Linked DNA regions of Hordeum vulgare: region 1 is linked to region 2. The links are chromatin contacts, called in public Hi-C maps. All regions are on one chromosome and are shown on one strand. Each heading gives the region's core, a stretch centred on a gene start, on an enhancer-like site or on the middle of the called end of the contact. The rest is flanking DNA. Distances are from core to core; before and after follow the strand shown.

Region 1 (5,081 bases), core at 2,209-4,708, 150 kb before region 2:
CAACTTTGTGATTTGCCAACGGAATTCCAAGTTACGGTGTGCATTAACATTTAACAAACTGTTTCTGTTGAGGTTTTATGTGCCTTATGGGCCCTTATATTTAAGCCAATGTTTTGCATGCTCAAATGCATGTTTCACCTTACATAACATCCAGATGACTACACTATTGATGAGCCATGGGTGCACATGCTAAATTGCATGTTTCAACTTACATAACATGTACTCCCTCCGTCCCAAAATAAGTGACTCGAGTTTGTACTAACTTTAGCAAAGTTAGTACAAACTCGAGTCACTTATTTTGGGCGGAGGGAGTATATGAGAATCAAATGGAATAAGACACTAGCAGTCAAAACAACCTGAAAATTGTCGGCAACAAAAATATGCACACCACCGTGTATTAAGTTGCATACTGTATGGGAAAAGGTCTCAGTGGGTAAGTTCATAAGTTATGAACTATTGGGTGGTGGTCAAGAAAACCCCAAGAGAGAACATGTAAGCATAACAAACATTCAGTTCATCATGCTTTCAGTTGATGGACCGGGAAAGAGCGAGATACAAGGGGAAAAGCAGTTTTTTTCATGATATTGACTTTATTCTCCAATGAAGAGCATGCCTTAACTTTCCATGCTTCAGAACATCTAATCATCAGTAAAAAAATAATCTTCGACAATTATTTCAAGAAAAAACTACAATTCACAATACGTTAGACTAGAGTAATCAAGATGTTAATTTGTGAAGGCTGTGAAAGGCCCACCTAGATGTCTGACTGCAACTTCTGAGGCTCCACAATCGAAATGCTTTTAGTTCAATTTTCACTTAAGCTAGAAGTTGACATTGCAACACAAAACTTTTCCGCATCAATAACTAAGGCGGGTCATGGGTGCACAACTTGACATATTAAAATTTCAGTTAAAACGACTGCTTTATACTTTGACCTATGTTGCGTTCTTTTTTTACTTCCCTCTTCCGTCTCACTAATCTCCTTCCCTTCCTCAATTCACTTCTCTTTACCTACCTGATGTTTTCCACTGTCCAAAGACACATAGAGTATATTCATCCTCGTTAACTTCCATTACCTCTAACCTGCGATGCTGCTTATCAGCTACGGTGAATAAATGAATGTGCCCTGTCCTACAATGAATATGAGCACTGTGGCCAAACTCCTCATGGAATGGCCATGTCACTGCCCACATCTAGCAATGACAAGGCAATGGCAACACAAACCATGTGAGCGTTTAGTTTCCAAATCTAAGCAATTATAATATTACCAAACAGTTATTAGCCAAACAACACAGTATGAGCATTGTAGCCTAATGCTCCTGTATAGACTAGACCATCCCACAAACTTCTGAGAATCCCAGGTATTGGCCCCAGGTACCAGACTATAACAGGGAACTTTCCCTAAGCTTCGACTCACATTTGCAACATGTAGTCAGTGAACAACTTAGCTAAAATTACTGATCTAGTGTTCATTTTAACTGATATTTACTCAGTGATAGACAAAGAAAACAAATTAGAGGCGCCACGAAAAAAGGGAGATGAAGGTAAATATCAACCTTACCCCAATGCAGCAGATGGACTAGTTGTTCCACCCTCTGGAAAGTAAGCTTTTGAATCGGCTGCTGGATATCCTTTGCAAAGCCTTCTTTGCACAAGGCACCTCAGCATCAGCCAGCTTCTGTAGATGCTGACAAGCACCAGCATCTGCAAGACGCCGTCGCGTTCCATTCCCACCACCCATAGCAAGTGCTAGCAGTATTGAGACTGGGTGCTTTTTGTCAATCTCCTCATTCCGGGGGTTAAGCATCTGCACTAACCTTGTCAGATTCTTCTCATCCCTGACCAACTCCTTGCGATTTGATTTCAAGGTCATCAAAGCAAGTAGTGCACGGCCAGCTGACTCCTGTACAGATGCAGGCTTAGCTACCTCCATCATCTTAACCAGCGTGCCGACACATGGTGCCATGCACCGCTTGGTGTCATCACTCACGCCAGGTGCAAGGTCAGCAATCATATCGGCAGCCATCTGCTGCAACAGGATGCTACCACCACGTCGCATAAGGTCTGTAAGTTGTGCAAAGAACAGCGGGGATGAACATAGGATCCTGGCGGCAGAAGGGACTACTGCAAGCGTGTGAATAGCGCGTAGGACAGAATTCTGAAGATCCAGATCGTTGGTGATGTGCAGAGCCTGCAATAGTGGCGGTAATGCACCATCTTGTACAATCTGTTGCTGTGTCTCAAGGTCGCCCATGGACGCGATCGACCACAAGCAGAGAGCAGCATTCTTCTGTGTGTCAGTGGTGCCACTGGCAAGTAAATCAACCAGAACTGGCAACCCACCCTCCTCAACCAATGCTGAGCGCACATCGTCGATCGAAACCACATTCTTGATAGCTGCCACAGCGAGCGCCTGCACAGCCAACGAACCAGAGCCAGGACGGCACGCATTAATCAAGATGGAAACTCCTCCATATGCTGATACAGCCCATGCGCTGCCGGCATCGGCGGTGATGGCCTCAATAGCCACAACGGCACGCTCCCTCGTGGCCGGTGCCGAGGCGGAATCAAGCACGCGCAACAGCGGGCCAAGGCCGCCCTCGTCGAAAACCGCTTTCCGGGATGCACCGCAGGCAGTGGCAAGGAGGGCCACGACCGCTGCTGCACGGTCCCTCAGCGCCGAGTGGGCCGACGCGTCGAGCATGCGGAGCAGCGCAGCCACATCGCCATCGGCGGCAACGATGTTTGCGGCCTCAGCAGCAGGGTCATTGCCCAGCAACTCCAGCAGGGAGGCGAGGGCCTTGAGCTTGAGGTCGAGGCCCCCGATCTGGAGCCGCGCAAAGGCGTCCCTGATGAAGAGCGATTTGTCGGAGCGGGATGCAGCTGCTGCGGGCACCTGCAGCACAATGGCGTTGGGCGAGGACGCCGACGAATCGACGGAGAGGAGCCCCGAACGGAGGAGCAGCGAGAGGTCGTGCAGGAGAAGCGTGAGCGAGGAAGCGGTGATGTCGAGGTCGCTCTGGAGGCGCAGGCGGCCGCCGGGGAGGGCCGGGTCCTGGCAGCGCGCGGACAATGCGTGGAGGGAGCGGAGCGCGGGGAGCAGCGAGGCGACCAGATCGGCGAAGAGCGGGTGGCCGGCGGCCGGGGCGGGCGCGGAGGCGAGCGAGGACTGGAGCGCGAGCAGCGTGGCGTGCAGCGCGCGCCAGCGGGAGTGGAGCGCGTTGGCAGACGCCGCGGCCAGAAGGAGCGGCGGGAGCAGCGCGTGCAGGATCTGGGCGAGCGCGTCCGCGGCGGCCGGCGGAGGCGGAGGCGGAGGCGAGGGCGGCGGCGTCATGGGCGGCGGTGGGGGAGTGGGAGCGGAGCAGGAGGAGGAGGGGAAAGCGAGGGAAAGAGCGGCGGCAGCACATCACATGGGAGTGGTGGGGCGCGGAACGGACGGACGCGATTTGCTTCGGCTGGAAGGAAAAGCTGTAAAGCGGGGCTGGCTGGCAGCCGTTGCCGGGTGTCACGCGCGAGTCCCCGCTTTATTCACACAAACAGGGAGGGCCCGCCGTAGTCGCTTGGCAGCGGGGCAGTGAAAATGCCGCGCCGGACACGCGGCGAGCTTTCCTGTTTTTCTGCTGCTACTGGCCGTTTTTTTTTTTTTTTTTTGCATCGTGTTGGTTCTCGCCGGAAATGCAAGCATGGTGTTTGGTTGGGACAAAATTACTGTTCTCAACTATTGGGCTAAGTAATTCACGAATTAACCTCGTTTGCTAAATAATTTTGAATTCGACCTTTCTTTGTTTGAGAATTTGGTTTGATCTATAGATGATGACATATTGTTTGAGAATTTGGTTTGATCTATAGATGATGACATATTGTTTGAGAATTTGGTTTGATCTATAGATGACGTGTGTATGTGCTAGCAAATATTTATGTTGCAAGCAAGTCCGTTATGTCGAGATGATGTGTGGATGTCCTATGAAAATATATGATGTGTGGATATGGAAAAAAAAGAATGCATTACGTTGATAACAAATTAATATGATTAGATGAAGTTGTTCGCGTTTTTATAGATCATGTTGTTATGCCAAGTTAGTTGATATTCTTTTATATTTATTTTGTAGGATGGCGGGTGATGATGGACCTTGGTATGACGGTTTAATTCCGGAGTATGATAGTGAGCCTCGTGCTCGGGCCATTGAGAATCGGAAGGTAAAGAAGCAAGGGTTGTCAATTATCGGTGATTTCATGTGCTCGGGATACCGAGAATCGGAAGGTAAAGAATCGAGAGGTAAACCAGGACAACCTTAAATGCGACGGCGGAAGGGTTCTGCAAGGATGATCAAGGAGTTATGTGGTAGCAGGATTGAGTGTGTGTACCCAATGATCCGAAGTTAAGGAAGTTGATCATGCACGAAGCACATGACTCACTCTATTCCATACACACGGGAAACATCAAAATGTACATGGATTTGAAAAGGAAGTTTTTGTGGGCCAGAATGAAGAGGACATAGCTGAGCACGTGGCACTTTGCGCGTATGTAGTAGATTTAAGGCGGAGCTACAGAAAATCATTGGACTTTTGCAACCCCTGCCACTCGCATAATGGAAATGGGATCGTACTGGAATGGATTTTATTACGGACTGCCTAAGACCCAGACATGCTGCGACTCGATATGGGTACTCGTGGACCACCTCACCAAAGTGGCACACTTTATACCCGTAAAGACCACCTACACTAGTGCCAAATGGGCCAAGATATACATGAAGATCATAAGCCAGCATGGAGTTTCATGGGAGATTGTCTCCAACAGAGGAGCCTAGTTCACTTCGAGGTTGTGGGAACAGTTGCACAAATCACTAGGAACCCATTTGGAATTCGGCACAACCTTCCACCCTGAGACTGATGGTCAGACTAATAGAGTTAACCAGGTACTTGAGGACATACTGGGAGCATGTGCTCTAGACTATGGCTCAAGTTGGGATGAAAACTTGCCCTACACGAAATTCTCTTACACCAACAACTACCAAGGCAACATAGAGATGGCACCCTTCGAGACACTACATGGGAGGAAATGTAGAACCCCACTAATCTGG
Region 2 (4,795 bases), core at 2,258-4,757:
ACACCGGCGTGCCGCCAAGAAGCTACAACGGCGGGGCTGCAAGGTGTGGGGAGGCATTCGGGGCGACGCTAACGCTACAGATGGGACGCGATTCTGGCTCTGCGAGCGGGGAAGGGCTAGGGACGCGGGGTAGATGGACGCGGCGACTCGTCGCGTGCAATACACATGCTCTAGCCACGCCCACAGCACGCACATCAGGTGTTCGACGAAAAGCCAGGACACGCCAAGGGGCTCAGATGCAATTGAGGCTTGTCTGGGATAGGTTTATATGCAAGGGGAAGGTTGTTGGACATGCTGGTTAGGCGAGGGAAACAAGTCTCTAATGCAAGTTTAGGAGCATGCCAATTCTCGCCATGCACTCCAGCTGTTTGACAAAATGCCAGGGGCATCTAGAAAACTTTTCTTGCAACCAAGTTCTCCAAAGCGAGGTCTCTTCAGATGCTAATGATGATGGTCTAGTTGGTTTGGCAAAATAGAAAACTCTATAATGCAAGTTTTGTGAAAATCATTTATGGAAAAAAAACCGCACTCGATAATTACATGGGCTTAAATATTCCAATGGGGCTAAACTCCTAGACTTAAGGGTTTGATAGGGTGTACTACAAGCATGAAAAATCTCATGGTCATTAGAGCAAAATAAAATAGGGTTGCAATTCAAACTACTAAATTGGATCATAATAGAAATGAGGATGGTTTGCTCAAAATTTTCAAAATACCAAGTTGTGTTTTTGCATAAAAGTGATCCATAGGCATCACATGACATCCCCAAAAATTCGTGGAATTTTTAAATGAATATTTAAAATGTTTTCAGTGCAATAGAGGTCCTTTAAATAATGAAAAAGGCCATTAAAAAAATTAAATTTGGCAAGCTTTATTATAAAAATGTTTCTCGCTGAATTATGAAATGAGAATAAATGCTTTTTAACCAAACATTCAAGTCCCACAATATTTTTCAAAAGTTTCTACTTGGAGAAAAAAAATAGAATCTAAAGAAAAAAAATGGTTTTGAAACCAACACAGGATCTAGAAAATAAAAATTAATATTCCTGGAAAAAAATAATTAGTAAAAATATGGAATTTTTTGGGGTGTTACACTGCTCCAGTGCCAAACCTGAAGGGATAGCCCCTCGGGCGGTAGTTGGCCCGGTACATGGGCCGACAATACCGCACCATGGAAGGTAGTGGTATAACCGCCCATGTGCCCGATACAATCGCATGACATATCCTATCATGTCCACAAGAAAGCGTACAACCGCTATCCACCGCGGTACAACCATTCGAGTGTTTTTTCCTGACTCGTTAGAAATTTGTTCTCTCCTCGTAATGGAAGGAAGATCTGGGTGTTGTATGTATGTGCGCGTTATAGATTACATCCAAACCTTCCGATGCAGAGTCCCTCTTAATAGTACGGAATTCCTAAGGCGAAAGAAAAACATGTAGGAAATGTCTTCTCCACCCTTTTCCTTTAGATGAGTGCCCAACCGTGTTGTGCCATACAAATATGCACATGTAGCTTAAGCACACGTTTAGTCTGCAAATTATGTTTTCATCAACTCCAAAACACTTAAGGCAGGAAATGCCTTTTCAATCACACGACGTCATTTATGAATGCACTTTCACGGAGGTACATGACCCCGAAGACCTAAGCCATACAAAGGGACTTGCCGCTAAGGGGTTAGGGGCTCCAGGTTCCTAGAGGTCCGCGAGTTTGGGGACCCGTGGTGTCCAAAAGTAGAATGGCAAGGACTCCACTGACCCGACCCGTGGTCCCCGGGGACATAGGGGCCCCATCACAACTTATATTTGCTTGTGGGTTTTACCCATTGAATGATTTGGCATAGTAGAGAGAATGTATGTGTATGGTAGGTATGTCTCCCAACTTCCTTAAACACCTTGGCCCCTCTTAATAGTGTGGTTGTCCTATGACTCAAATAGAACAGAAAAACCAATGCCCTTTTTCTGTTTGAGATACGAGGTCAATAATCTGTGTGGACAATCACTGAGTCCAGACACCTTGTTATCATCAATCCTCACTAACCGTGTTATCATCAACACCAAAGTAACATCACGAGTCCACACACCTTAAGGGCTGGATGAGTTTGTAATCGTAATTGATCACACATAATTTTTTTTATAAACATGATAGACACTACACTATACATAAATTTCCAATAGGATTGTGCAAGTTGGACGCCTAAGTTGGCTATATGGCCCTATTTTGCATGAGTAACATGTTTAGAGATATGATGTACACACTCAATCTATATTAATTTCCAATATCCGGACATTACTAAACTAGAAGGTTAGCTTGATATTGGCGTGTTCCATAGAATCCATGCATGCACGAAGATATGTCTTGCAAGGTGTGTAGAAGGTCAAAATACATCTCTCCATGCCCTTTCATTGCCGCTGCACGCAGTTGTTCGTCTTTCTCACATTCTTTTCGTTTTCGCCGACAAATTTGAAATTGCATGTTTCCACCGCATGCTTTCGACACTGTCACCGTTCTTTCTTTTGGAGGCAACAATAAGGATCGAAAATGTTTTTGACTGAGCAACGACCCTGTAGAGCTTCAATTCTCGGTGATAGAGGCGAGAAATTAGCGTGTGCGATTATATCTTCATTGTGAACATAAGAACAAATCTGGATGAAGACGAATACAACAAACTGTCAAAAGAGCGATGCACATGCACTTTGACTCAGCCCACAATGAAGATGAATTTCTCTATCCGTTGACCTTTCATAGGCAAGGAAAGAAAGGATTTTTTTCTTGGCATGAACTCAAGTACTCTTACCAATTTGATATATTTGTTTCTCAGTTCAAATGCTAAACACTAAAGAATTAGCTATTTTGCTATTCAACAATTGTGTGGGGACCCTAATCGCGTTAGTCTGTTCTTGTAGGAAGGAGAGGCAACATCTGAGGGCGAGCCAGGGATGACGCAACCGCTCAAGGCGTCCCCGTCGAAGCCTCCATAGGAGTGAGCCCCCGCCGTCGCCGTCGTGGTTGTCCATGCGTTGCAAGCGGAGGCGAGCCGGAGGTTAGACATGTGCATGTGAAGGCCTTTTAGCTCCGTCCACCGCTCGAATTGTACCAAGCATGAGTCGGCTTAGACGGGAACCCAAGACGAGGAAAAGGGCGGGAGGGGGTGCGAAGCAAAGAAATCTTTGTAGGAGATGAAGAAGATGAGGAGCGCGGGAAAAAAACGGTTGGAGGAAGAAGATGATGATCTAGCCGCTCGTTGTAGATTCAGCAGGCCGAGCCGTTCGTTTCAAATCGACCGATTTGCTATTTTTTTTCTTCCATATTTGAATGTTCTATATAAGCCGGTTACCATGAACTTTGATATAAACCCCAATGCAAGTATAAAATCCGTTTAGAAATCTTATTGTATCGGGATTCATATTCTTATCACCACATGTATGTATGTACTAACTTGAAGCCGAATTGGAACTCTGAGGGGGAAGAAAAGAAGACCCCATGGTATGATGGCGAGAAGACCAGCAAACGGGCAATGCCACACTGGCAGTGGCAACGGGAGACGACAGCAGCGCAGGCGCAGCAGCCAGCCAGCGGAGCGGAGGAGGGAGGGAGGCCGTGGAGAAAAGAAATCGGGAAATCCTCATCCAGCTCCGCGGTGAGAGAGGGGGAGAGAGGCGCGGAGGCGATGCTTGCTCCCGCGCTGAGCCCCCCCAAAAGATTTCGCGACCCCCCAAACGGGAGCCTCCCTCCCTCACTGAACCCCCCTGCAATCCCCAAATCCCCGAAAGCCCTAGGGCTCGCAGCGCTGGATGAGCGGCACCCGAAACCCTACCCGCCGGCCATGGTGATCGCCGTGGAGGGGAGCTTCGTGCACCAGGACGAGGGGGAGGACGGGGACCACCCCATGCGCTACCTCCCCCTCGGCCGCGTCTACTCATCCACCGCCCCCTGCCCGCCCCCCAAGAAGCCCCGCAGCTCCGCCTCCGCTGCCGCGGGCGGCAAGCCGCCCGTGATCGTCTACTACCGCCGTCGCCGCAAGAAGCCGCGGCTCGAGGAGCCACGCCCGTCCTCGCCCGCGACGGCGCCGCGGCAGCCGGAGGAGGGGGCGCTGGGCAGGGGCTCGCGGCGGAAGCGCCCGCTCAAGCACGAGCTGCTCAGCCTCGGGTCCGCCCCGCCTGCATTGGGCTCGGATGGAGACGGGGAGGAGCTGCTGCGGCGACGGCAGCCGAGGCGCAGAGGGGGACTGGAGAAGGAGAGCACTTCGGCGCCCCGGAGGCGACGGCGCCGCAGCAGCCAGCTGGAGGCCGCCTCTCCGTCCGAGAGGAGATGGGTAGAGTAAGTTGGATCTGTGCTTGCTTCACAATGAAATTCTCCTCACGGCTTCAGCAACAAGGAACGGACAGCGAGGGTACTTGTTTTCTGTGTAATTTTGACGCTGGCTTTGTCGCAGGTTGGAAATTCAGGGTGTGGATCCCCAGGCGTTCGTCGGATTAGTGTGCAAGGTAAGCTCTCGACCACGTCTTTTTGGAGCATCTGGTTATTCCATTACTATGGAATGCAGCAAAACCAGGGCGTGAATTTTGATGGTGAATGCAGGTTTTCTGGCCCCTAGATGATGATTGGTACAAGGGTTCCATCACGGCCTACACAGAACTAACCAAGAAGCATTCTGTATGCTTTCTACATCCCTTGTTCTTATTTTTCTTATTCATGAAAAATTGATGTGCCTGAGTGGATTATCCACAGTTGAATTTGATAATCTTTTCTGCATTTTCCTCATTAAAAGACTTGTTATGTACCATTCAGTCTGCA

The links. A called contact is a pair of places that touch in the nucleus more often than the background predicts.
Region 1: a Hi-C map of seedling shows a contact between it and region 2, with 3 times the contacts expected there. The contact joins the promoter of LOC123396083 here to the promoter of LOC123398083 in region 2. A contact is called at or near these places in 4 of 6 Hi-C or Micro-C datasets (leaf and seedling) and 1 of 1 datasets of contacts at active chromatin or transcription factors (embryo).

What each region holds. Positions count from the first base shown.
Region 1 is chr5H:357,746,583-357,751,663 of MorexV3_pseudomolecules_assembly, reverse strand. LOC123396083 reads right to left here and starts at 3,458. Exons shown (of 2, transcript XM_045091119.1): 1 at 1,557-3,458. The coding sequence starts at 3,334. The coding sequence ends at 1,580.
Region 2 is chr5H:357,601,913-357,606,707 of MorexV3_pseudomolecules_assembly, reverse strand. It overlaps LOC123398083 (histone-lysine N-methyltransferase TRX1-like), which reads left to right and starts at 3,507. Exons shown (of 26, transcript XR_006610068.1): 1 at 3,507-4,318; 2 at 4,434-4,485; 3 at 4,580-4,654.